Linked DNA regions of Mus musculus: regions 2, 3, 4, 5 and 6 are each linked to region 1. Evidence: chromatin contacts called from public HiChIP or PLAC-seq data. All regions are on one chromosome and are shown on one strand. The core of a region is the stretch at or near the end of the contact, and the rest is flanking DNA. Distances in the headings are between cores, read along the strand shown.

Region 1 (4,065 bases), core at 1,181-3,680:
TGGGTGGTGCTGGGCACGATCTTAACCCGAAGGGATCTTTGAAACCACCCTTTCTGAAACCAGCGCCACTCTGAAAGTCCCCTGGCTGGGGTTAGGCTCCTATTAGCTTCTCCAGGGAATCAGGGCTCTGGAGGCCTGCTCCCCCTACACAGATTCATGCGTTGTGCTGTGACTCACCAGAAGCCCTCACTGAGCAGAAGAGAAAAATCAAGGCTCCGAGAGGTTGAGAAATTGATCTATAGGTCACACAGCCAGGCCTGGATTGGAACCCAACATCTTTCTTTTGGGGGTGTGCATCAAGCTCTTTGTGTCCAATTTTTAATCTGACACAGATACATTGAGTCCAGACCTTAACTCTGATATGGATACATTTTAAATCTGACATGGATACATTATGTAAGTAGGGCAAGTCTTGGGGTTTCTCAAGTAAAAGAGAGCATGCTAGCTAGCACTCACAAGCAGAGGGTAGGGGATGAACCCACAGTCAGTGAAAGGTCCTGGAATAAGCGTAGGCCACATCCTAGTGTTTCAAAGGAATATTTAGGGGTCGGAAGCAGGAGGACAGTTGGGCTGAAGTCCAAGAGGGAGGCTATGAGGACAGAGTGGTAACAGGGCAGTTTATGCAAGGCCTGGAGGGATGGACTATGACCCAAGTGAGGTGGGCCACGGAGGCTCTGCACAAGGAAGGATAGGTGAGACACAGATGCCGCCAAGACAGTGCACAATGGAAGCATCAGGAAGGATCCAGCTCCATGTTCCCTACCTGGCCTCAGAGGAAGAGGCAGGGACCTGAGTAACACTGAGTGTGGCCCAGCACAGTCGTGGGTGGAGTTATATTCTGCATCTCCCAGGCAGAAGCCACTGGACCACGCTGAGTAGGTGCGTGGGCTCCTGACAGCTGTGTACACAGATCAAGAGCAGATGGATACCTAGGGGGTTCCCCTACCATCTAGGTCTCCTTCCTGTGCCTTCAGAAGCTGATACAGATTTGCTGGGCAACTGGGGCAAGTCACCCTGCCCTCTGGCTCCAATTTCATCCTCTGTAGATGGGGCTCCTGCTAGCATCCATCCATAGGTGGGATAACGAGCAGCACTCAAAAAAGCTCTGAGGCAGACATGTCCTGTGCTGCACAGCTGCCTACCCTACCAAGACTGTTTTGACCGTGACTGCTCAGAGGGCTGAAGCTACTCAGGAGAAGGTGTGGAGGCAGCAGACAATTGGCATATCCAAAGATGAGCCAGGACTGAAAAAATTCTAGGAAACTGTTATTGGGAAAGGAGCTGTTGGGAAGATATTTAAGGCCACAAATTAATGAAGACATCCTACAACTTCAGGTAATCAGAAACTTCCGGACTGGCTCGCTCAGGTATCGATACTGGCTTTCTGAGTCACACCTCCTAGAGTGACACCCCTGAGCTTAGCTGGACTCATCCACCTCTCTACTGCAACCCAGAGACTGGCAGGAAGTCCCTTGAGCACCTTTTGAGGCCTACTATGTAAAAGCCTCCACACTGCTAGGCTTCAGTTAACCCACTTGTCAGTAGTGGAAAACAACAGTTCTTCCCACCTATGTCCATTGAGCGACTATAAACAAAACCTTAGTAATTATTGTGTGACATTGATGTTGTTTTTTAGGCAGCGTGCCTCCGGGACTAGTGAGGACCTAACTTTTTTGTTTGTTTGTTTGTTTTGTTTTGTGTTGTTTTTTCGAGACAGGGTTTCTCTGTGTAGCCCTGGCTGTCTTGGAACTCACTCTGTAGACCAGGCTGGCCTCGAACTCAGAAATTAGCCTGCCTCTGCCTCCTAAGTGCTGGGATTAAAGGCATGAGCCACCACTGCCCGGCTGACCTAACAGGTTTTGATGTTCCGTATTTTTTCTTCCCAGCCCAACAGAAGACTCAGTTTCCCCATCTTGACCCCAGTGGGAGGGGAACACTCCCTTCCATGCCCTGCCCCTGCTCCACACCCACCCCATGCCCTGCTCTGCCTGGTCCCCAGCTCCCTAGCCCATCGCAGAGATGAGCCACTCACAACGTCCCGCCCATCAAGGACCGTCCCTCATAAGCCACGCCCACAAAGATCCTCATCTCTCCAGCCTTGTCCCGGTCCCTATCCTAGAGCAGCGACATCCCAGATCACAGCCTGCTCCATCCTCCTGTCAGCGCTGTCTCCTCCCCATCCCCAGTATTTCTGTCCCACTCTCAATGCTGGCCCCACGGCATCCCAGAAAAGGCTCCGCCCTATCTAGGGAAAGCCCCGCCCCCTCCAGAGAAGGCTCCTCCCCATCCTAGAGTTGGCCCGGCCTCGCCACCACGCCCCGAGAAGACCCCGCGTCATTCCCGTCTTGGTTCCGCGGCTGGGGCGGGTCGAAGTGCAGGCCCCGCCCCATCAGCACAGGCCCCGCCTCTCCCGCGCGCCTGCTCCGCCCAGCCCGGCTGCCCAGACTCGGGAGGCTGCGGCGGGACGCGGGGCGTCATGGCGGCCTCGGAGCGCCGCGCCTTCGCTCACAAGATCAACAGGTAGTGAGAGCGGCCGCGGTCACGGCCACTCTGGGCGGGACGGGCGAGTGCTGGAGATGGCGGGCAGCGGGGGCGTGCCGGGCTCCCCGAGGACTTCCCGGAGGAGGAAGCGCATCCCGGGTCCGTGCGGGCCGGGCTCCGAGAGTGCTAGGCTGCATTCGGACCCTCTTGCCGTCCTTCCCTTCACCAGCCTGGGGAAATTCGCACCCCTCCCCCGCCCAGGGTCCCGGGACCCAGCTGTCTGGAGCTGGGGACAGCTGGGGATAGCCCCTCAGTCTCCTGCCCCAGCCTCTCCCAGCACCGGCTGGGCGTGGGAGGGGGCCGAGGGGGCTGGGGACTGAACCAGCTGGTGGGCAGACAGGGGAGGGACAGGCAACAGATGCTGGGGGATCCCCTTCCATGGACACTGGATTGTGAGAGAGGCTCAAATCTGGGGTAGGTTAGAAATCATCCCAGGTAAATCATCCCAGGTATCCGATCCTCTGGAGACCTGTCTGACCACCTTAGGTGAGAGAAGCCACTCTGTGGGTCCCACCCTGATGGAGACACAAGAAAGTTGCCCCATTCTTGGATTTCGCTCTGGTGGGACAAACATAGATGTGTCCGTGGTATGGTGTGGATGCATAAGACAGGAAAGGGAGGATAGGGTCTCAATGGTAGGCCAGGTAGAGTTAAGCACAGACCTAAAGGAGCGAAGGAAGAGATCTGCCCATCATCCAGGAAAGAAGCAAATGCAAAGGCCCTGGGGCCACAGAGGGACCAATAGGAATAGATTTTATAGGGCCTACGCCTTGTAGGCCAGAAGGACTTTGACTGTGACCCCAAGTGAAGTGAGAGCCACAGAGAGTTCTGGATAGAGGAGGGTTGTGATCTGGGGCAGAGCAGTTGGGCAGTTTTCTGTTTGTTGTCTTGCCTCCTAAGTCCTTATGCCTTTAGCTCAGGTGGGAAAGATGTGCAGAATGATCCTGGGCCTTGATGTAGTGAGGGAGCCCAAGATTTCCCAAGCAGCCTGGTAGATAAATAGATGCTTCTGCACATTCACCTACCTATTGAGTTCTCCCACAACCCCAGATGAACCTGCAACTGAATGGAGTCTTGGTTTTACTTTGTTGTGTTTTGTTAGTCTGGGATGGGGTCACGTAGCCCATGCTGACCTCAGATGCACTATGTAGCCAAGACCGGCCATGAACTCCTGGCCCCCCCTGCCACACTCAGTTTCCATGGTAACCACATCTACAGCACCTTGCTTTTGTGTTTGCTTTATTTTGAGAAAGGTTCTCACCCTATCCTAGCATTCACTTACTGTGTGTACATGTGTATACCACTCTCGTTGTGTGTGTGTGTGTGTGTGTGTGTGTGACAGGATGCTTGTAGGAAGGAGCCTTTTCTTTCCACTTGGTTTCCTGGGATTATACTCAGGAGGCTCAGCAGCAAGTTGCTCCTGAGCCATCTTGCCAGCCTCCCTCTATTTTCATTTTTGAGGCAGGCTCACTCAACTGGGATCTGGAGCTCCAGATAAACTGGTCAGGGAACTGGCCCTGGGGA
Region 2 (4,638 bases), core at 1,134-3,633, 370 kb before region 1:
TGCAGGTCGTGCAGAAAAAAGTCTGGTCACAACTGGCTACAAGGAACGAGCCGAGTACCCCAAGGACATCTCACCAGTTCCAGCCAGAGACCCTCAAGCCTCCCTAGAAGGGTCCCTGCCTAGTCCTGTTTACGATACCTTATTCTGTTTTTGTTCCCATGTTAAAGATACAGTATAGCTTATGGTCCTCCAGCATCAATACCAACCTATAGTTAAGATAGAAAAAGAGTATGATTTCTACTCTCCACATAGAGATATAGACTTCTGAAATTCTAAGATTAGAATTACTTAGTAGAAGTGAAAGACCCCCGAAGGGAGACCCTCACTCAAGCCTCGGGACAGCCGCGGACCCAAGAAGACACTGAGACCGAACTCAAAATGTAGTGGGCAAGATTTAATAAAGTAACAGCAAGAAAGCACATAGACCAGAGCTCTGGGGTCGAAACTCATACACCTAGTATGGTGTAGAGGAGAATCGACCTCGAGCCAAATTTTTCACAGGCTTATATAGGAAAAACTCAAGGGGGGAGAGCGGGGCAGGGAAAGTACAAGTTTGCATAACTAAGGGGTTCTGCCAAGGGAATTCTACGTAACTAAGGGGTCATATCCTATTATTTGGCAATGTACCCGGTTCATTCTGAGGTTGTTCCAGGAGGCCCTTATCTCAAAAATGTTCTTGGAACAGTCTTTAGTTGGGAGGGTTCGAACTCTAGGGTGAGGAGTTCAGGAATGCATTCTGGGGTGAAGAGTTCAGGAGTGTTCTGGGAACAATCTCTAGATGGGAGGGGTCGGGCTCTGGGGTGAGGAAGAGTTCAGTAATTTTTTTATCTTTATTCTTCAGAAGAAGAGGGGAATGAAAGGAAATTAAATAAAATAAAAGGTTTAAACTAAAAAGGCCTGGGACTGAGACTGCAAAGAAAACTAGCCCGGGCATGCCCGAGTCCGTCTTGAAGCTAGGTCTCCCAGGTCTCCCGGTCGTAAAGAAAGGGAGGGAATAGGAACTGCTTCTGACGATCTTGGCTGACTCTTTGACCATCTGGCAGCCCGGCGCCTCCTGCTTGCCCCCCTTTCTATAGAGAGCATAGTTAAAAGCTGAAACATTAACCAGATGCATTGTCGACTCTGATAAGCCCCCGGCTTTAGAATTCTTATACGCCCCGGTACTACTCTGCTCACTACCGCGCCAATTCTTCCTAGACCCTACCCTATCAAAACCCTGAGTTTTTGAGTCTCAGGGTCGATTCCTCTGTCTCCTGAGTGAGATACGTATTGATTGACCCGGAGCTCGGCCATTAAAGCTGCCTCAAGAAGGTCTCTCATGTTTCTTTGGGTGACCCCGCGACCTGAGACTTGAGTGGGGGGCTCCTTCTTGGGGTCCTACAAGATGGCTCAGCGATTAAGAGCACTGACTGCTCTTCCAAAGGTCCCGAGTTCAAATCCCAGCAACCACATGGTGGCTCACAACCATCCGTAACGAGGTCTGACGCCCTCTTCTGGTGTGTCTGAAGATAACTACAGTGTACTTACATATAATAAATAAATAAATAAATCTTAAAAAAAAAAAAAAAAAAAAAAGAGCAACTCAGGGCCTGAAGAGATCTCACAGTCATACTGCTTCCCCCTTGCCTTCTGCTCCTCGGTACCACGTCACAGTCTGCACCACACACATCCAATGCGTGGCTATTCCTGTACCTCAGCAATTTTAAGATTAAGTCTATCAGATACTTTAAAACTACTGTTTAGGACAAGGAACTGAATTTTTATCTTCCCCACTTCCTCCAATTAATGCGCAAAAATATTTAATCCTCGGGGATCCTTTCAGACCCACTAGTCTCTCATCCATCCTAAGGATGGGTTCTATCAACATCTCCCAAGTCTATAAAGTTCCTGATTGGTGACAGCCAGGACACTGACAGGCCTATCCCAGAGTGACAGACAGATGGAGAGTCACCCCTACTAGACCCAGCTCCCTGCACCCAGCTTCCGAGAGTTTCCAGACAGGGCGCAGAGTTCCCCATCCCAACCTTGCAGGTAAACGGAAGCCCAGAGTTCCTAGTGTGACACCGGCGCTGAAGCGACCCAGCGGTCAGGCATTCCTGTCTCTTGCCTGTGGGTGGCAGAGCTGTGCAGGGCGTTGCAGCCAGCTCGAGTCCCCACGCATGGTCGGGGCGCGATAGGACGCTCCGGGGTGCCCTGAGCCCGCCCAGCCCCCATCCCACAGCCATCCACACCGGCTCCACAGGGACGCCGCGCCGAGCTCACCATGATGGGACTGGGAGCGTCCTGTGACTCGGTCTCCGCCACCAGCACAACTTCCCGCAACGGACGCCTGGGGACCACAGGACCCAAGATGGCAGGCTCAGACCTCCTCTGAACTTTCTAAATCCACCCCACTTCCTCATTTCAGAGCGGTCCTGTCACAGGGCCTGAGTGACAGTCAAAGTCACCAATCGATGACGGAAGGCGGGGCGTAGCAAAGGGCATAAGGCTGTCTGATCATACGGAAAGTCTTAGCGGACAGAAAAACGGTATCACAATAATTTATTTTAATTCCCGTGAAGTTTTCTTACTGTGATGTGATGTATGTGTCTCTGTGTGTGTCTCTGTGTTTCTCTGTGTGTGTGTGTGGCGCGGGGGGTGGGTGGGGGGTGCTGACCTGTGGATAAATGATAAGATTAAGCAACTCTGACCCAACCCAGACCGACTCTGACAAAACACATACCAGAAAAAAAAAAAAAAAAAAAAAAAAAAAAAAAGTGCTGGCTGAAGGCTACCTGGGCCCTCTGGGGAACGAAGGTACTCTCCAAGGATGACCCGATATCACCCAGCCAACCAGACAAAAGGTCTAGCCATCCATCACCAAGTGCCTAGAAGCTGTTACTGTAATCTGCCCTCTAAAAAAAAAAAAAAATGTATACGGTGCTTGTAAGCTAGAACCGGGATCGCCCCCTGTCTCTTGCTTGAGAGACTGCTGAAGATCGATCCCTGCGCACCAGAAAAAATAAACATAGATCTTGTCTCACTTGGGGTCTTCCAGCAGGTAAAGCCCCTCTGGGGCTTTACATGAGAAGCATTTTTTTTTTTTTTTTTTTGGTTTTTTTCGAGACAGGGTTTCTCTGTGTAGCCCTGACTGTCCTGGAATTCACTTTGTAGACCAGGCTGACTTGGAACTCAGAAATCCACCTGCCTCTGCCTCCTGAGTGCTGGGATTAAAGGCATGAGCCGCCACGCCCCGCTGAGAAGCAATTTTTTTCTTTTCTTTTTTTCTTTTCTTTTCTTTTTTTTTTTTTAAGATTTATTTATTATTATATCTAAGTACATTGTAGTTGTCTTTAGATGCACCAGAAGAGGGCGTCAGATCTCATTAAGAATGGTTGTGAGCCACCATGTGGTTGCTGGGGTTTGACCTCAGGACCTTTTGGAAGAACAGTCAGTGCTCTTAACCACTGAGCCATCTCTCCAGCCCGAGAAGCAATTTTTAACACAAAATTTAAAACAGTACTGCAAAACTTTTTTATTAAAACCACGGCTAATGCTCAGAGTAATGAGTTGCATTATGGCCCTTTCATGCAGATGTGTAATTATACTGTTTTCATTCATTCTGTATTAACATTCAGAGTATAATAACCAAATAGAAGACCAACAACATTTTAAATCTGTCATGTTGTAATATCCCAAATTAACGTGTAAGCCCCACCTGCCTGGGGACCAGGTACCTTCCTGGAATGCTGTAAGCTGTAGTTCCTGGAAAATAAGGAAACCCCATGGCAAAGAAAGTAGAGGGTAGCCTATGGGTTTTGTCTTTACAAACTCCTATAGCACGTGACCCTGGCCTATAGCACGTGACCCGGGCCCACTTTCAGCTGGGAAATTACAGGAAATAAGTGGTTCTAACCAAAGTCCATCTCTTGGTCAATATTTAATAAAGTTTACTTCAAATTTGGCTCAAAATGGTGGAGTTTGGGTTTTTTTCTGGTGAATCTCAGCATTAGTAATGTAGGAAAATTTAAAGGCTTGTATAATGTGCCCCACATATGCGTATTACCTCCATTCCATTGGGTATTTGTAGGCTATGATACTGTGCTTACACATGTTTTAATGAAATGAACTGACTAACATTGCCCATTTTGTCCAGATGTATCCATTTAAGAGCACAGCAAAGCGAGGAATTGTGGCTTGAGTTTGTTGATACTCACAAGGAAAAACCTTTCCTAAACAGAAGCTGATGGCAGCACAATGGTTGAATCCATGCAGCATATACATCCTGAATAAGAACTTACAAAGGTCACCCCGTTCAGTCAGAACCTGGGTTTGGAGACCCCACCATCCACACAGTTCAACAGTCGTCTGTGTGGATGTATGTGAAGTGACTGGCTTATGAAACGGTTTGCTGCTGTGTGAGGCCTGTCAGCGGGGTCTGTGTCACACTTACACAGTGCAATCCTTACTGCGAATTTTGTTCCTGGCTGAGCCCAATGTAGTAGTGAGCTAGGATCTGAGGGGAACTGTGTAGGGTCCTCACCTTCACGAGACTTTTGTACTGTAGACATTTTGGTTAAAAAACAAAAAAGTAAGAATCGTGTCAGTCAACAAATTTGTATCCAAACAAATAGATCTCGGCGTGACTAAAAAGGCTGC
Region 3 (4,199 bases), core at 577-3,076, 310 kb after region 1:
AAAGTCTCCTCTGTAATAACATTAGCTTCTAATAGATGAAGCTGGGCGTTAGAGACTATGTGGGAAATAACAATTCTGTAAATAAGCTCTATAAAAACGGTGTTTTTATCAAGTTCATTTAAACAACCCAAGTTACCTGAACTTTGTCTTGGTGATTCAGACAGGATTTGCCCATGTCACCCACACTGTACTCAAACTTTGAATCCTCCTGCTTCAGCCTATAAAGTATTGGGACCACAGGCTTGTCCATCACACCCAGGTCCCCAGAACACTTTCCAGGTAAGCCCTGGTACCCTGGCTAGCCAAACACCACTGGCTTGCTTAGGGGTCTGTAGTCCTAAAGAGCTTCGTTCTTTAGTCTGTGAAATTCCCCTTTCTCTCGTGTGATCAAGGAGACCCCAGCTCTGCCCAAGCCCCCAAAGGTGCCCCACACTTGGGAACCAGACACTTCTTTCTCCTGTGTGTTTCAAAGTCAAGGCAAAGAGAGGAGAATCAGTCTGAACAGACTGCTACACACATTTCCCTTTCCAACAACACCCCATTACCAAGGAGTAGAAAAAAATTCCCACAGGTTAAAATCGATCCCATCTTCCTTGGTGGCCCCTTAAGAGCATCAGTGAACGAAATCCTGGGAGACAAAGACCAGTGAAACACAAGAGCAAATCCATCTGAGGAATCCGTCAGAAGAAAGAGTAGCAAGAGCAAGGAAGAATGAAAGGTGGAACTACAAAGCTGGGGGGGGGGGTGCACTTCGAAAACACACTAGTGATCCCCCCCCTTGTTTTCCCCACTGAAATGTCAGTTTTTGAAGCAGCTTCTGATAATGTCACCAGCTTCTCACGTTCTTAAAAAAGACAGGAGGCGCGTGGCGAGGGAGGTGGCTTGTTACCTCTTGACTTCTAAAGCCGGCCATCAGCCAGCCGGCCTTCCCCTCTTCCACGTTTCCATGGGGGATGGGCTTGGGAATCTCTATCAGGAAGGGCTCTGTCCTAAGTCCCAAAGTTTACCCACCCTGGTGGGTGTGTGGGTGGGGGATCCCGAATCCCAAGTCCTCCACAAGGGCGGCACCCAGTCTTCCCGGTGTTACACACTGAAAACCACTTTTCAAATGTCCGTGTGTGAGGAGGATGTCCCCTGAGATGAGATCCACAAACCACACCCGCTCAAGAGCCCTCCCAATCACTCCCTCTCTCCAGTCCCCTCTACAATCCCCCCAGAATCCTCGGGGCCCCACTTCCTGCCACGCGCCCCCCTACCCCACCCGCTGCAAATCTCAGGCCCGCGACTCTTATTTCCCGCGCCCCTCTTCGGGCTCCAAGGTCCCCACGCACACCCTCTCTGCTATCTCGCCCGCGGGCAGCAGGAGCCGCGTGTACAAGCTCGGCCCGAGTCCCCCCCCCCCCCCAACCCTCCGCCGCCTGCCCCCTCCCCGGGCGCCCGCGCCGCCGGCCTCGTGCGCCGCCGTCCCCAGGGTGTCCCCAGCACTCACGGCTGTAGAGGGCGATGCCCGCCGCGTCTGGTCCGGCGCGCACCTCAAGGCGCAGCGCCTGCTGCTCCGCGTGCCGCTGGATCTCGCCGTTCGCGTCGCCGATAGTGAGGAGGCGGGCGCCCGGGAACACAGACACTGTAGCGCAGGGCCCCGCGCCGCCCGGGCCCGCCACCCCAGCGCTCCCCGCACCCGGCCCCACCGCCGTCGCTGCCGCCGCTGCCATCTTAGGTCCGGCTCCAGGCCCCGCTGCCACCACGGCCACCGCCACCGCCGCACCCGGGCCCAGGCCGCCGCCGCCGCCGCCGCCGCCGCTGCCGCCGCCGCGCAGGCCGAGGCCGAGGCCGAGGCTGGCAGCGCGCCGCCTGCCGGCCACGCGACGCCTCGCCGCCGCCGCCGCCGCCACGGGCCGGCTCGGTGGCGCAGCGCCCCCTCCTGGCGCCTGAGGGAGCCGGGCGAGCGCAAGCACGACGGGGGTGGGGCCGGCCCCACCCCGCGGGAACGGTCGCTGCTTTGTGAGGTGGCTGAGCCTCCCGGGCAGGCCGGGTGAAGGCGCCTACGTTGGGAGGCGGTGCCCCGCAGTATGACACGCCCCCAGGGATGCTAAGCCCCGCCCCGAGGCAGCGTTGTGCGAACCGAGGCGCTTTGTGCCACCGCGCACAGCTCTGGAGAGATGGGCAGGGCATGCGTCGGGAGGCGGTGCTTAGCCTTCCCGGCACGCCCCCGGAATGATCAGGCGGCCCCACCCCCCGCTCCGGGCCGGCGACCGGTGATCCACGGTGATCCACAGCCCTTTGTACCACAGGGCGTTTCAGGAGGCAATGCTTGGCCGCTCGGACACGCCTCTGGGGCCAGACCCACCCACAGGCCGGCAGCGAGCGAACCACCATGCTTTGTGCCACTGTGAGCATAGCTCAAGAAAAGTGGAGAGGCGTGAGTCGGAGAACTAAGAAGAAACGCCTCCTCCAGGGCTGAGCTCCGCCCCTAGGCTGGCGTGCTGCGTACTCCCCCAGTACTCTTGGGGGTGAGGCGTTTGTCAGAAGGAGGCGCTCAGCTACTTTATACACCCGGAGGAGGGCTGGCTCCGCCCCCAGGAGGGACGGTTACTAGCAGAATGCAGACGGTGCTCTGCATCTTTTTGTCAAGGGACGGTGTTCTGATCCACGAAACCCTCCCTCGGAGAGTTCGGGCCCCTCCGGGCCAGTGTCCTGCAAACAACCTCTCCTGAGCTTGAGGAAAGACAAGAACCGTTTCCAAACCCAGGTGATTCGGCCACGCCCCCAAGTTAAGGTTCCGCCCTGTACGTTCCCAGGTAAGCTCCGCCTTGATCCCGTCCCACTGGTAAGAAAAGGCCCTGTGATAGGTGTGCTCTGGTTTGCAGGCTCGCACCCAGCTGGGGCCCCTTCCCATGCTGCTCTGGGATAAAGGCTTTTCAAGCCGCGCTCCAGAGCTTGGCCTTCACAAAGAACTTCAAGGCAGTAACTTTAATTCTTTAGCTTCTCCACTAGGACCTCTCCTTTTCACTAGTTAACTCTCAGGTCCCCCAGTGAACTCACAGTGGCCAGTCACTTGTTCACTTTTGCTGGGCCTCTTAGAACTCTAATTTACGTACCCCCTCCTGGGCCTCCGCAAGACTCACAAAAGACTCAACCCTTTCCCAAGTCATCCCTCCCATCTAATGGTGCAAGCACACAATCTCAGGCAGCCAGGACCCACAAAGTGAAGAGTAAAAACGCACTCTGCTGGGCAGTGGTGGCACACACCTTTAATCCCGATGCTCAGGAGGCAGAGGCTGGCAGTCCTTGAGTTCCAGGCCAGCCTGGTCTACAGAGTGAGTTCTAGGACAGCCAGGACTACACTGAAAAACCCTATCTCAAAACAAACAGAAAACATCCCAAAGTTAGGTGTTATGGCAGTAACTTTAATTCTAGCGATCTGGAGGCAGAGGCAGGTGGATCTATGAGTTTGAGGCTGGCTTGCTCTACACAGTGAGTTCCAGAAAAGCCAGGGCTACACAGTGAGACCCTATCTAGAAACAACAACAGCAACAAAAAATATACACATCTCTCCTAAAAATAAAACACGCAGTCTGGAAGTAAGTGACCGTTGGGGAAGCACTGGAAAGGAGTTAGAGAATGTAGACCTCTTGTGCCTGACTGGGTGTCCGGATTCAATAGTGACTTCTCCGGTGATCTGGGAATCTGTGAAGAGGTTCTGGCTCTCTGTCTAGCCTGAGGCTGATACCCCAACTCATTTTCTTGTCTTCTGTGAGGAAGGTTACAACTCTAGGAGTCCCCTTCCTTTGGCCAGTGCTTCCCTAAGAAAGCTATGGCTTGATTCCCACCCCCACCCTACCTCCACTGCCAAGTCTCTGGACAGATGTGCAGCCTCTGGCAGTGGGAGGGAAGGAACTGGATAAAGTGGTCCTCATTCGTCAGCCTCACTGGCAGGCCCGGAAAGTGCTGAACTCAGGGGGCTCCGGAGAGGATGATGCAGAGGTGGGCCTCTTCCGAGGCCCTGAGTCTAGGGTTGCCACTGAGTCTTCCTGAGTCATTTTCTTTGCCCATGGAAGAAAAGAAAAGAAATTTAAAAAACAAAAACAAAACAAAAAACCCTAAGTGGTTTTTGGTGTAAGGATCTGGGAGTTCCTCCTGTTCGAAGCTGTTGGGTACCTTCCTACCTCTTCCTACCACCTCGCCAGATTTCAGATTCC
Region 4 (4,686 bases), core at 139-2,638, 280 kb before region 1:
GAGCAGTGTACAGTTATGAGTGCACTGGGCTATGTGAGAGATAACCACTGGAGCAGTGTACAGTTATGAGTGCACTGGGCATGTGAAAGATAGCAACCCCTGGGATTATGTTCTTTTTCTCAGGAATTCATTTTTTGGGGAAGTGTATTTTTTAGACAGGATCTCACACTTTAGCCCAGGCTGACCCAGTCCTCCCTATTTAGCCCAGTTGTCTCAAACTCACTCCAATCCTCCTGCCATTAACAGACATGATCTACCACACCAGGACTCTTTAAATCTTTATTACATTTATTTACTTACTTATTATTGGTAGGGCAACAACCCGGATGTGGAGGTCAGAGGACAACTTTTGGGAGCCGGTGCTCTCCTTCCGGAAACCTGATGGAACTCAGGCTCTCAAGTCTTGCCAGAAAGTGCCGCTCTGAGCCATCTCGAAGGCCCATCGCCAGACTTTATTCTTTGGGATTCCTTTGTTGTTCTGTTTAGGTTTTGTTTTGGTTTTAGAGACAGGGTTTCTCTGTGTAGCTGTGGATATCCTGGAACTTGCTATATAGATCAGGCCGCCTTTTAACTCAGAGATCTGCTTCCGCCTCTCGAGTGATGGGATTAAAGAAGTGAGTCCCATTCTGGCCCAGCTTTATTTTGTGGAATTCTAAGGACAACCTATTTATTTATGAATGAGACAGTCTCAGGTCTTGAACTTGCTATGGAGCTGAGATTTATCATGAACTCTTGACCCTCTGACCTCCACGGCCCAGGGTTACACTGCGCACCTGGTGTATACCGGCCTGCGTCTGTGACCTAGGGCTTCGTACGTGTTGGCACGCACTCTACCAACTGAGTCACACCCCAGCCTCCCTGCAAACCGGCAAAATTTCTTGTTTGAAATAACAGGAAAGACCTGCAGTGTGCGGAAGAGGATGGCTTTGCTCCGCCCCTCTGGGTCCCTCTCTGCCTAAATTCCTTCTCTCCCGATCAATCTTGAAGGCCTGTTTTACAGGTGGCTGTTATCTGGCACAGATAGCTCAGTCAAATCCCCTCCTCCGCCCCCCCGCGCGCCCCAAACCCACTGCTGGGATGGAACCCGAGCCGCTCTGGGGCCAAGCAAGCCCTCCACCGCTGACCTGCCACCAGCCTGGTATCTTCTCACCCATTTTAAAGACCGGGAGACCGAGCCTGGCTCAGTCCGGGGCTGGACCTCCCCTGCGCGGCCACCAGAGGCTGTGAGCACCCCAAAAGTCGAAGGCAGGTGGTATTGAAATCAGGTCCCGGGTCTCCCTTAACTCCTGGGACTCTGAACCTTGGAGGCGAGGCGCCAGGTAATGGCTGAGGCAGGATTGGGGCGGGGAAACCGAGGCACCCGCCCTCTGCAACTCTGGACTCTGTAGGGCAGGCAGGGAGCCGTGGGCGAAGGCTGGCCCGCGCCGCCTCTTCCCAACTCGTGCAGCCCGGAGCGACCCGCCGCGAATCCGCAGCTCAGTTGGGTAGCACAGCTTGTCCTGGACCCACCGCCAAGGTGAGACTCGCCCGCCAGGCCCTTGCTCTGCCTCCCACGGGGGAGGGGGTCTCTGTCTGTTGGGGCCACCCCACTTCCTTCCTGTTCGCCTCTACTGAGAGGTGCGAGTGGGGAATGCAAGGCAAACTCTTCGCTGGGTGACCTGGGGTGAGTCGCTGACCCTCTCTGAGCCTTTATGCAAAGCACGGAACGAGAGATTCCAGAATCCGAGCTTGCAGGGACCGGAGGGGTTGGTGGTGAGTGTTCAAGGAAGGAGTCTGGAAAGATTGGGCGGCTTGTGAAGTTAAGGAGGGAGGGGAGGAGGTGGGAAGCTGGCCACACCCACCACAGCGCTGGGCTCTGCGGTCGAAACAGCCTGCAGCTGACTGCTGTAGGTGCCAAGGTCAAAAGGCTACAGCCAGCCACGTGGTGTGTGCCTTCTGGAAGTTCCTTAGGCTGGAAACCGGGTGTGGGAAAGGCCATGGAAGAGTGTGGACAGAACTTCCTGGAAAAGGCAGTTATTGCTGCTGTTTATGATGGCGAGGGGGAACTCGGAGACAGTCCCACACTTAGATGACTCCAGATACACAATTTGCACTAGGACTTACAAAACACAGAGGAGACAGGGGGCTGTTACATGGGCGCCACAGAGGAATTATTTAGGCCTGTAATTCCAACACTTGGAAGTGGCTCATCTTTGGCTACCCAGGGAGGAAGTTAGGGATAGCCTGGGCTTCTTGAGACACTGTCTCAAAACAAAAACAAAAAAAAAAAAATAATTGGAGTGTATGTCACAGGCAAGCCACTGAGGTTCCCATGCTAGAGTCGAGACACCCACCCAGAAAAAGTGACAGCGAGTTACAGACAGCCAAGGGTGTGAAAACACAGACGTTCAGCCTAGAACAGCCTCAGTGCAGTGAACAGTCAAACTCGGGACCTACAGATGCCCAGTACACATTACCATCAGACCCTGGCTGACTGTGCTGGCTTCGAGAAACTTTTCACGGCTCAGTCTGGCCTGGGTGCCCCCGCCCCAGCCCCATTTCCAGTTCTGGGGAAGTCCAGTGCTCACATGACCCAAGGGGAGGGCTTCTGGACAATCCTCGGAGAAAATGCATCATCTTTCCCAATGATGCACTTCTGCCCCAGAGAATAAAGACTCGGTGATCACCGCTTTTGGTCCAGGAGCTTAACTGCCTCTTGCAGCCTCTCTGACCACCTGTGCTTCCTCCAGGGTAAGTGTCAGAGGAGCGAGGTGGAAGAGGCCTGTGGGGGCCACCTTCCCAGCTCCTCAGCTCCTTGCAGGCCCAATTGCTACTGGTGTGTCTGTGGAACTGACGGCTGTAGATGGCTAGGGTGTGTGTGTGTGTGTGTGTGTGTGTGTGTGTGTGTCTTAAGACCGGTCTTATGTCTTTATCTCAGACTTTCTGTTTCCATTTTTCAAACTTCCCAATGTAGCTGAGGCTGGCCTTGAACTTCTGGTCCAGTTGCTCCACCTCCATGGTAGTGCCTGAGTTTATAGGCATGCACCGTGAGACCAGGCTCAGCGGGCTAGTCTTTCTTTGCTTGGACCAGGGTCTCGCTCTCTGTCCTCACCAGAGACTCTGAACTCCCTCTCTTCCTCACAGATGGATTCATGGGTGGTGCTGCTGGGCCTACAAATCATATGGCTCCCACTCCTGACCCACGGTACAGCCCCCACTCCCACCCTGAGATTTGTGGCTGTGGGCGACTGGGGAGGGGTCCCCAATGCCCCATTCCACACAGCCCGGGAAATGGCCAATGCCAAAGAGATCGCCAGAACCGTGCAGACGATGGGCGCTGACTTCATCATGTCTCTGGGGGACAATTTCTACTTCACTGGAGTGCACGATGCCAGCGACAAGAGGTTCCAGGTATGTGCTCAACAGCAGGGTCAGAGGTGACAGCGGTGAGGTCACTTCACACTGGGACCTTCCTCTGGGGAGAGCAGAAGGCAGAAGGATGCCTTTGGGTACCTCGGGCTTCCATTGGTTCCCTTGCCCTTGATTTCTGATTCGGTGGAAGCTGCAGAGTGGCTGTTGACTCCAGAGGAGGGATGCCCTTACTGTCTGCCACAGGAGACCTTTGAGGACGTGTTCTCTGACCGTGCCCTTCGCAACATCCCCTGGTATGTGCTGGCTGGAAACCATGATCACCTTGGCAACGTCTCTGCACAGATTGCATACTCTAAGATCTCCAAGCGCTGGTGAGCCTTCCCTCTTTCCCTGAAGAGACTGTCACTCAGAGACAAAGAGTTCCTTTGGCTTTTGGTTTGTGTGTGTCTGTGTGTATGTCTCTGTGTGTGTGTGTGTCTGTGTGTGTGTGTGTGTTTTATTTATTGGGGGCACAGCCCATGTGTGCAGGCCAGAGGACAGATTATGGGATCAGTTTTCTCCTCCTGTGTAGCTGCAGGGATGGAGTTTAGGTCATCAGGCAGCGGGCGCTTTTCTCACTGGACCATGGCACTGCCCTCAGAAGGTCTGGGTTTGGTTTTGTTAAAACAGGGTATTGTGTAGCCCAGGCTGGCCTTGAACTGGCTATGTAGCCAAGGATATCTTGAACTGACCCTCCAACTCCCAAGTGGCAGGATTTCACACAAACATCCCTACATTCAGCTGCTCATTTTTGAGATGGGATCTTGTTATGTGGTCTTAGCTGGTCTCAAAAATTTAAGATTCTCTTGCCTCAGCCTCCAAAGTATTGAGGTGGCAGATACATGCCACAGTGCCTAGTCAAAGAAGCCTTTTGAGGCAGAGCAGCTCAGTCAGGAAAGCGCTTGGTAAGCAAACACAAGGACCTGAGGTCAGTCCACAGCCTGTGTGAAAAGCAGCGTGGCAGCCCATGCCTGAGTCAGTGCTGGGGGCAGCGTGGCAGCACATGCCTGAGTCAGTGCTGGGGGCGGGAGGCAGGGACAGAGCATCCTGAGGTTCAGCCGCCAGCCAGCCTAGCCAAATCCTCGAGCCCCACAGCTCAGTGAGATGCCCCATCTCAGAAAGCAAGATTGAGGGATAAGCGAGCCAAGTCGCTCAGTGGATACAAAAGCATTTGCCTTGTAAACCTAAGGACCCAAGTTCAATCCTCGGAACCCACCATGAAAAGAAAACCCATTACCAAAAGTTGTCCTCTGACCCTTACCCACGCATCCTAATAATAAAAAATGGAAACAAACA
Region 5 (4,333 bases), core at 477-2,976, 410 kb before region 1:
CCTCATTCTGTACAGTTGATAAAATATTTTCTTTCAAGATTAGGCTAGTATCGTTCTCAATTTTGTGAGAGATTTAAAATTTTGAATAGACTTATTCCACCAAACTAAAGTTTCTAAATTTTGCTTTGGGGATGGCTTTTGTATAGTTCTTCTGTGTCATGCTAATTGTTGTTGGCACTGTGTGTAGAGTCTCATCAGCTATGTAAACCCTGAAAAGATTGATAGGGTTTTTGTTTTGGTTTGTTTGTTTGTTTGTTTGTTTGTTTGTTTTTTGGTTTTTCGAGACAGGGTTTCTCTGTGTCGCCCTGGCTGTCTTGGAACTCACTCTGTAGGCCAGGCTGGCCTTGAACTCAGAAATCCACCTGCCTCTGCCTCCTGAGTGCTGGGCTTAAAGGCATTCACCACCACGCCTGGCTGCATTCTCTTTATCTTATTCATGTTTGTTTCAGACGTAGGCACATTCCACACAAGACTGTGATGTTAAACCAGCAAGTGCAGAAATGTAACTAGCTGGGCAGAAAATTCTCTCTCTCTCTCTCTCTCTCTCTCTCTCTCTCTCTCTCTCTCTCTCTCCCTCCCTCTCTGTCTCTCTGTCTCTGTCTCTGTCTCTCTCTCTCAACCTTCTATTAGCACATTTGATAATGGAGTTTGTAGAACTGGGGGGAAATGTCACATCATTTATAATCTAAAAAAATAAATTTGTTCACTTATAGTCTATTAACCAAGAATTATTAAGACATAAAACACTTAACATTTGACCATTTATAGTATTGAACAATGCTTTATATGCTTAAATTTTATCTGAGTTTATTTCATACTACATGAACACATACTTTTATAATCATAAAGATGACTTCTACAAAGACAGTCACAGCCAGTCTGCCTCCAGCTTAGGTTTGCAAGCCATCTTATAATAAAGACAAATTAGGTTCATTCCTATTTATGCATAAATCTGCTCAAGGATTGGACTACATCCCGACTGTACCTAAGTACAAATGGTTCTGTACTGCCTGCTCCGGGGAAAGTCAACCATGCTTTTGTTTTAAAAGTTACTGTGACCAACTTGTTACATTTATGTTCTGCTTCTGTAACTCCAACTATCTGCCTGTCAAATCCTCCATTTGTAAACTCCCTGCTTCTGAATTATAAAAGCCCTAATCTTACCCATGTCCAAATGCTGAACTCTTGAAACCTACCTTTGGGGAGAGACATCCCGTGGGCAGGAATTTTTAAAAGCTTGCTTTAATTAATTTGGCCCTGATGATCTGGTCGGTGGTCTTCTCCAGTTGTGGAAATAATAGAGGCATACACTTTTTATCCCATCACAGGGAATGCAGAGACAGGTAGATAGATCTATGTGAGTTCACAGCCAGCCTAGTCTACATAGCAAGTTCCAGAGCAGGACTACATAGAGAGATTTAAAAAAAAAAAAAAAGTAATGCTACTATTTCTCTTTATAAATACACATTAGATGATATAACCTTAAGTAGAGGTTGGCGCTGGTTTTCCTATAGGAAGCCCTGCCTTACAATACAGCCAAGAACTTGTCAATCTTTTTAAATTCACCAATGGTTGGTGACATTTAAGGTTGAGAAGGTGAGACAGGAAGCTCTGTCTCTGAAAACCGTAACGACAAATGTCCAATCAGACACACAGACAGAGAGTAGGGGCGGGCCTCAGTCTTCTGTAGTCCTGGGCTCTGACTACCTCCTGCCCCACTGTCCCACATGTTCTCCGTGTTGGATCCTGTCCAGGTGTTCCGCGCTCGCCCAGAAGTCCGGAGAGGTTCTGCCTGCCGCCGCGTGTCACATTTCCCCACTGAGAACCACAGTGAGAGCTCTGGGTGTCCCGGAATCCTGAGATGGTGAGTCTGTGGCAGGTCCAGAAGCCGAGCCCCTTTGTCCCCGGGCTGCGGGGTTGGGGCTGAGCGGGCTCCAGGAATCCTGTCCCGTCCCTGGTCCCTGCAGGGACCCGAGCCCTGCTGCAGCGCTTGCCGCAGCTCTGGCCCGGAGCCTGGGACTTGCGGGCCTGCACGGGAAACGGTAACCTGGACCCAGTCGATCGGCTCTCTGTTGTCTCTGCCCCTTGGCCACACATCTCTGTCCCCATGGTCCCCGCAGTTCAATTCCTGAGACGCTGTATCTGGAGTTTGGGGTGTTAAGTCTGGTGCCTAGACGATCCTGTCCCTGGGACCTCGGGCTCTATTCCGTTTCCCAGGATCCTGGAACCCCATCTATCTGTGGCATGAACTCGGAACCCACCCCTAGGAAGCACTTCCATTTTCTGTGTCGGCGTTGGGATTGAACTGTGTCACCGTGAACATGGATGTGAAGCCTTTTACTCTTTTGGCAGCTGGGTCTCATTGTGTTGCCCTGGTTAGCCTAGAACTCATTATGTAGACTGTGCTAGCCTTAAACTCATAGAAATCTCCCAGCTTCTGCCACTCCAGGGCTGGGATTAAAGGAGTGCTGTTTTACTTTCGTTGAGACAGGTTCTTATGTAGCTGGGAATGACCTTGGTCCTCTGTCTGATCTTCATCCTTGAGGCCATTTTCTAACTTTCAGATTTCTGTTCCTTTAGATACATCGCGGCGGTAGTGATTGCTGGGTCCTTTGGTAGTTCTATGTTTACGGCTTTAAGGAACTGGACTATAAATTTATAAAATGTTTGCACTAATTTTCATACTAAGAACAGAGTACTTTTTTTTTTTTTTTTTTTTTTTTTTTTTGAGTCAGGATTTCTCTGTGTAGCCCTGGCTGTCCTGGAACTCACTTTGTAGACCAGGCTGGCCTCGAACTCAGAAATCCGCCTGTCTCTGCCTCCCGAGTGCTGGGATTGAAGGCGAGCGCCAGCACGCCCGGCTCACACACAATTTTTATAGTTTTGTTTAGAGTTTAGGAGTCCTGCTATCTGATACATTCAATATCTGGCGTGACTCTGTTAGACTTCAAGCTGTCAACAGCCATTGAAGAGAGCACCCAAGTGGTGTCTGTGAATAGTTCCATTTTTCCAGCCCTTCCCACATACGGGTGAAGATTTTAGGTCATGGAGGTGGTTACAGGCTCTCTTCTTCTTTTGAGATCTGGGAAGATGTCCTCGTTTCCAGAGCTCTGGGCTTTTCCATATTCAATAACCGCTTTTAATACTGAAGTCCGTTGGTGCATGGGCCATCCCCTTCCAGGAAATGAAAGATATCAGTAGACCTGGAGACTTTAATTAGGGAAGCCAGGGTATAACTGTCCGTGTTGAAATCCTTTGGAACACTCTGGCCATATTTTCTGACATCTTTACATTAACAGACCTCGATGCTGAGTTTTCTTTCTCCCATGAGACAAATCAAACGTCACCTTCCATGGAACCCTGCTATGGAACACATACAGAGTAGAATGGACCCCACTTTCTGTTCCAAAAGCTGACCGCTTGGGTTCAAGAGAAACATGTCATTCCAGGGGCTGATATCATTTGAAGACGTAGCCGTGGACTTCACCTGGGAGGAATGGCAAGACCTGGACGCTGCTCAGAGGACCCTGTACAGGGACGTGATGCTGGAGACCTACATCAGCCTGGTGTCCCTAGGTGAGTCTGACTCCTGGAGCTCTCAATAGCAGTTACTCGCTCTTTTAGTTGGTAAGGGGGAAATCATTGTGAACTTAATACTAATCCTGTCGTATACATTTTAGTAGACACACTGTAATAACATGCATGCTTTTGAGAAACCCTGTGGTTTTGCAGTGTACTTACATCATTTATGATTATCAGATGAAGTTAAGAAATAAGTTTACCAGCTCAGGCATTATTCCTTCCTATTGTGAACATTTAAAAATCTTCTGATAATGTTTTGAAGGATTTAATGGCTTTCAATCATATATGTATGTATTGCTGTTCTGTAGAATATAAATTACTCATTCCATCCATGTGTATCCCAGTAAATACCAGTCATGGTTCCCCCATCCCATCCCCCTCATGTGTTTTTCCGGACTCCAGAGTAAACATGGTTCTCATCTCTACTTCTCTGCTGTATTCTTTATCTTGGAGTTTGGATAATATACAGGCCTGTGTGTGAACGCACATTTCGCTTATGTCTTTGATTTTTCTGGGAAAATAGAGAGTAAACATCCCCTTGCTACAAATGTGGAGTCCCTTCCCCTACTGTTCAGTGGCCTTATATGTTATGGAAATGAATGTCTTGTTAATTATTCTGTGAGTTGATTTCTTTATAATTGCTTGCTTTTCTGGATGCGTGATTTTGAGGTTGATGTCTTCCACATGCCCTGTTCTTTCACATGTATTAATGAAAACACTGTCTACATCATTGCCTCAAAATGTTGTCTGT
Region 6 (4,039 bases), core at 310-2,809, 440 kb after region 1:
TACCTAGAGAGTTCTTGCCCAGCTGAAGCTGCATAGTGAGACCCTCTCCAAAATAATAAACAATAAGTAAATAATAAAATACATACACATAAAACAAACCAATAAATAAAAAAGGATGACTCTGTATTCAGTACTGTGCTTACAGTACTGGCATTAGTTCTCTGTTTTGTCAGGAAATGAAAACAGCTTCTTTGTCTTTTTTTTTTTTTTCTTTTTTCTTTGAGACAGGGTGTCTTCCTTTGAGCCCTGCAGTCCAGGCTGTCCACTCACAGCAATCTCCCTACCCCCACACTTCAAGATTTTAGGTATAATTCTACTACTGCCAGCTTTGACATCCAACTTTTTCTCTCTGTTGTTTTCAAGACAGGGTTTCTCTGTGTAGTCCTGGCTGTCCTGGAACTCACTTTGTAGACCAGGCTGGCCTCAAACTCAGAAATCCGCCTGGCTCTGCCTCCCAAGTGCTGGGATTAAAGGTGTGCGCCACCCCCCACCCTCCTTTTTAAAGTGTTTGTTTTGTTTGTTTGCTGTAGTGAGGATCTAGACCAGGACACTGGCAAAACACTCTAATTAACTCTTGCACATGCCCAACACAGGACCTATTCTTTATCCTTCTTTTCTTTTTTTTCTTTTTTTTTTTTTTTGGTTTTTCGAGACAGGGTTTCTCTGTGTAGCCCTGGCTGTCCTGGAGCTCACTTTGTAGACCAGGCTGGCCTCGAACTCAGAAATCTGCCTGCCTCTGCCTCCCGAGTGCTGGGATTAAAGGCATGCGCCACCACGCCCGGCTATCCTTATTTTCGTTAGGTGAAAGAGTCCAAATTCAAAGACGATCCAAACCATACGTGGCGTTCGAAGCCCTCCTCTTACCCAGAGCATTCTGGATCTCCACCGACCTCTCTGGGCTCAAAAGTGTCTCTTCTCCATCGTAGGGCGAGCGGAAGTGGACGCCCTCCTCCGTCACCTCGGACAGGGAGAAGAGGGACACCATCTGGAAGCCGCCGCTATCCTGGGGAGACCCCGCAGCGAAGCTGTCAGGAGATTGAGACTGGGGACCTCTCACCTCAACGCAGCGCCCGAGGGCGGCAACCCCAACTCACCGTCAGCAGATTGTGGGGCCAATTCATGAAGCCGTGAAGACCCTGGGCTTTCCGGATCAGCTCCGGTCCCTGTGAGGGAGAAAAAGTTAGCGGTGCCCGCAGCTCCACGGCCAGGTGTGGGTGAGCCCCGGCACTGTGGGCCTTACTCAACAGACTTTTCCAAAGACCCCCTCGCCACCCACCCCCCAGATCGAATCCACACACCGGCCTCAGCCCCAGATGGTAGGTGTTGCCCAAGCAGATGCGGCAGCCCAGGGAGTCCAGCTGCTCCGTGGTGATACCCTTCATGGTGGCCTGTGTACCCACAGGCATGAACACAGGGGTGGCTACCGTTCCATGCGGCAGCCGCAGCTCACCCGCCCGAGCTCCGGAGCGACTGCACTCAGCGACCAGCCGCATTATTCGTGGAGCGGACTCAAGCGAACCTGGGCTGCCTACCGCCGCCATTTTCAGTCCCGGAACCACGTGGCCTGAGACCACAGAGGACAGCGCCGAGGTGCCCCGAATCACGTGATCTGAGAGCTATAGGGAACCATAGCAACTGACGCCACACCCTCCACACGCTTGGGTGCTCTACTTCCAGATCCCATAGCTGTCACCGTTCTAAGGCCCAGTGCCATGGCTTACCGAGTGAAGATACACAGCGCCAAGCCCGATGACCTGTCTCTGGGATCTACAAGACAGCCATTCAAATTCGCATGGGCGTACATACAATAAATGTATTTTAAACACTCCAAGACATGTTTTTCTGCTGTATAAAATACAACAGCCGGATATGATAACTCATCAGGAATCTCAAGATTTCAGAGGCTGAGGAAAAAGGATTATGTGCAGTTGGAGATCGACACCGGCACAGTGAGTTTCCTGCCAGCTTGGGCTACAGAGAGATCTCATCTCACAAAAAGGGAGGGGAAAAAAAGATGGAGCCAAGCCTGTTATTGTACTCCTTTGATACAAGGAAAGGTAGAGGCAGGTGGATCTCTGTGAGCCTATATAGCAAGCTCCAGGAAAGTTAGGGCTATATTGTGAACTACCTCAAAAAACAAGCAATAAAAAAGGCACTGTAGGGCACTACTGCAATCCCAGCACTTGGGAGGCAGAGGCAGGCAGATTTCTGAGTTCCAGGACAGCCAGGGTTACATAGAGAAGCCCTGTTTCAAAAAGCAACAACAACAAAAAACCCTAGCCAGACAAACAAAAAAACCTGATGGCTCAGCAGTTAAGAGCACCGACCGCTCTTCCAGAGGAACTGGATTCAATTCCCAGCACCCACATGGCAGCTCACAACTGTCTGTAATGCCGAAATCTGACATACATGCAGGCAAAACATCAATGCACATAAAATTATTTTTTAAAAAAAATCAGGGCTGGAGAGATGGCTCAGCGGTTAAGAGTACTGACTGCTCTTCCAGAGGTCCTGAGTTCAATTCCCAGCGACCACATGGTGGCTCACAATCATCTGTAATTGGATCCAATGCCTTCTTCTGAAACAGTGGCAGTATACTCAAATACAAAAAAAATCAAAAGCCGGGCGTGGTGGCGCACGCCTTTAATCCCAGCACTCAGGAGGCAGAGGCAGGCGGATTTCTGAGTTCGAGGCCAGCCTGGTCTACAAAGTGAGTTCCAGGACAGCCAGAGCTACACAGAGAAACCCTGTCTCAAAAAACAAAAAAACAAAACAAAAAAAAATCAAAATAGGGGCTAATGAGCACGTACCCAGAGGACATGGTACTCCTAGCACACACAGCCCCCTGTAACTCCATTTCCAGTGGATCTGATGTCCTCCTCTGACCAGGCAGGTAAGATGGTAGCACACCCACATTCAGGCAAAATACTTAAATACACAAAATAAATCTTTTAAACAAAAACAACCCAACTTTCTCCCTGGCATGCACAAGGCTCTGGGTTGAGTCCTCTGCACACATACTCACATAGCATACTCTTCATACATGTAGTCACTAACAATAGTCTGTCATTCTGTGTTCATTTACTAAGGACCTAGCATGTAGTCAGGCGCTCAGTCATTTTTTTGTCAAAGGATTCCTATCATTACAAAAAGAAATCTAATGCCCAGAAACTTGACCCTATTACTTTATTCAATGAGGGAGGTGTGTGTGTGTGTACAGTCACGTGTTCCCACTGCCCTGACCAGAGATTTAATAAAGATAGCCAAGTGATTTTCTGTCAATATAAACCGTATCTGCCACCTCTGCCGGCAGAGGGCACCATTGTCCCACAATATTCCCAGTGAGCTGCTATGCAGAACCTGCTATGATGGGCAGAGGTACTGGGTAGAATCTGAGTCTCTTGCAGTGAAAAAGAGTAAATGAATACCAATTACCAGAAGTTATAGGGCTGACTGAGCTTAGTCAGAATGCCTCAAGACACCGAGGCTGAGGAATAGTCAAGGCCCTTGTGCTTGTGTGAGCAGAGGCCAAGGGATGGTTAATAACCTGCTGTTGCTCTCCACCTTAATCCCCAGGCAGTGTCTCACTGAACCTGAAAGCAGCTTGGCAGTCAACCAGCCCCAGCGATCCTCATCTCTACGACCACTTCTCCATACACACAGTGCTGGTGTTCCAGGTCACAGCCCTGCTTTAGAGTGCTTACATTTATGCGTGTGGGTGTAACTGTCAGCGTAGATATACCCACACACTTGCCACAGCATCCTTGTGGAGGTCAGAGTACAACTTCCAGGAGTCTGTGCTCTCTGGTCCCAGGAAACCAAATCCAGGCTGTCATCTTTATGCATTTACTCAGCTCCCTAGACCTATGCCAGCTATTTAAGAATTTTATGTGTTTTGCCTACATGAACATATATGTACTGAAAGCATCCTGGAACTGGAGTTACAATTGTGAGCTCTCATGCAGATTTCTGGGACTAGAACTACTGAGATATCTCTCCGGTCCTGTATTGGTTATTTTTTGAGACAAGCTCTCACATA

Evidence for each region. HiChIP or PLAC-seq counts read pairs in DNA pulled down with a chosen protein or histone mark.
Region 2: a contact with region 1 is called in an H3K4me3 HiChIP or PLAC-seq map of embryonic stem cells, with 7 times the contacts expected there. The contact joins the promoter of Zfp809 here to the promoter of Dock6 in region 1. A contact is called at or near these places in 5 of 39 promoter capture datasets (the C10 cell line, hematopoietic stem and progenitor cells, hippocampal neurons and 2 more), 2 of 484 Hi-C or Micro-C datasets (cerebral cortex and pro-B cells), 4 of 115 datasets of contacts at active chromatin or transcription factors (bone marrow-derived macrophages, craniofacial prominence, embryonic stem cells and 1 more) and 1 of 9 other capture datasets (adipose tissue).
Region 3: a contact with region 1 is called in an H3K4me3 HiChIP or PLAC-seq map of embryonic stem cells, with 8 times the contacts expected there. The contact joins the promoter of Carm1 here to the promoter of Dock6 in region 1. A contact is called at or near these places in 2 of 39 promoter capture datasets (embryonic stem cells and hippocampal neurons), 1 of 15 datasets of contacts at CTCF or cohesin (the NIH/3T3 cell line), 4 of 484 Hi-C or Micro-C datasets (LSK cells, the N1E-115 cell line, Th1 cells and 1 more), 10 of 115 datasets of contacts at active chromatin or transcription factors (embryonic stem cells, extraembryonic endoderm stem cells, large pre-B cells and 3 more) and 2 of 9 other capture datasets (embryonic stem cells and pancreatic islet).
Region 4: an H3K27ac HiChIP or PLAC-seq map of embryonic stem cells shows a contact between it and region 1, with 7 read pairs. The contact joins the promoter of Acp5 here to the promoter of Dock6 in region 1. A contact is called at or near these places in 8 of 39 promoter capture datasets (the 3T3-L1 cell line, the HPC-7 cell line, embryonic stem cells and 5 more), 26 of 484 Hi-C or Micro-C datasets (B cells, the G1E-ER4 cell line, the HL-1 cell line and 16 more), 11 of 115 datasets of contacts at active chromatin or transcription factors (astrocytes, craniofacial prominence, embryonic basal ganglia and 5 more) and 2 of 9 other capture datasets (embryonic stem cells and pancreatic islet).
Region 5: a FOXA1 HiChIP or PLAC-seq map of pancreatic cancer cells shows a contact between it and region 1. The contact joins the promoter of Zfp599 here to the promoter of Dock6 in region 1. A contact is called at or near these places in 1 of 39 promoter capture datasets (pre-B cells), 1 of 484 Hi-C or Micro-C datasets (the N1E-115 cell line) and 3 of 115 datasets of contacts at active chromatin or transcription factors (embryonic stem cells, large pre-B cells and pancreatic cancer cells).
Region 6: a contact with region 1 is called in an HNF4G HiChIP or PLAC-seq map of pancreatic cancer cells. The contact joins the promoter of Qtrt1 here to the promoter of Dock6 in region 1. A contact is called at or near these places in 2 of 39 promoter capture datasets (liver and pre-B cells), 1 of 484 Hi-C or Micro-C datasets (the N1E-115 cell line), 1 of 115 datasets of contacts at active chromatin or transcription factors (pancreatic cancer cells) and 1 of 9 other capture datasets (adipose tissue).

What each region holds. Positions count from the first base shown.
Region 1 is chr9:21,851,000-21,855,064 of GRCm38.p6, reverse strand. Dock6 (dedicator of cytokinesis 6) reads left to right here and starts at 2,430. Exons shown (of 50, transcript NM_177030.3): 1 at 2,430-2,520. The coding sequence starts at 2,477.
Region 2 is chr9:22,223,457-22,228,094 of GRCm38.p6, reverse strand. It overlaps Zfp809 (zinc finger protein 809), which reads right to left and starts at 2,383. Exons shown (of 5, transcript NM_001164624.1): 1 at 2,263-2,383. The coding sequence starts at 2,265.
Region 3 is chr9:21,544,521-21,548,719 of GRCm38.p6, reverse strand. It overlaps Carm1 (coactivator-associated arginine methyltransferase 1), which reads right to left and starts at 1,826. Exons shown (of 16, transcript NM_021531.6): 1 at 1,490-1,826. The coding sequence starts at 1,712. It overlaps AB124611 (cDNA sequence AB124611), which reads right to left. Exons shown (of 7, transcript NM_001198794.1): 7 at 3,389-4,043. The coding sequence ends at 3,927.
Region 4 is chr9:22,128,567-22,133,252 of GRCm38.p6, reverse strand. Acp5 (acid phosphatase 5, tartrate resistant) reads left to right here and starts at 1,388. Exons shown (of 5, transcript NM_001102404.1): 1 at 1,388-1,516; 2 at 3,124-3,390; 3 at 3,595-3,722. The coding sequence starts at 3,124.
Region 5 is chr9:22,257,288-22,261,620 of GRCm38.p6, reverse strand. Zfp599 (zinc finger protein 599) reads left to right here and starts at 1,726. Exons shown (of 5, transcript NM_181419.3): 1 at 1,726-1,864; 2 at 3,450-3,576. The coding sequence starts at 1,862. Gm39307 (predicted gene, 39307) reads right to left here and starts at 1,519. Exons shown (of 2, transcript NR_166680.1): 1 at 1,197-1,519.
Region 6 is chr9:21,409,357-21,413,395 of GRCm38.p6, reverse strand. Qtrt1 (queuine tRNA-ribosyltransferase catalytic subunit 1) reads right to left here and starts at 1,559. Exons shown (of 10, transcript NM_021888.2): 1 at 1,299-1,559; 2 at 1,095-1,163; 3 at 865-1,003. The coding sequence starts at 1,541. Gm16853 (predicted gene, 16853) reads left to right here and starts at 1,676. Exons shown (of 5, transcript NR_045742.1): 1 at 1,676-1,949.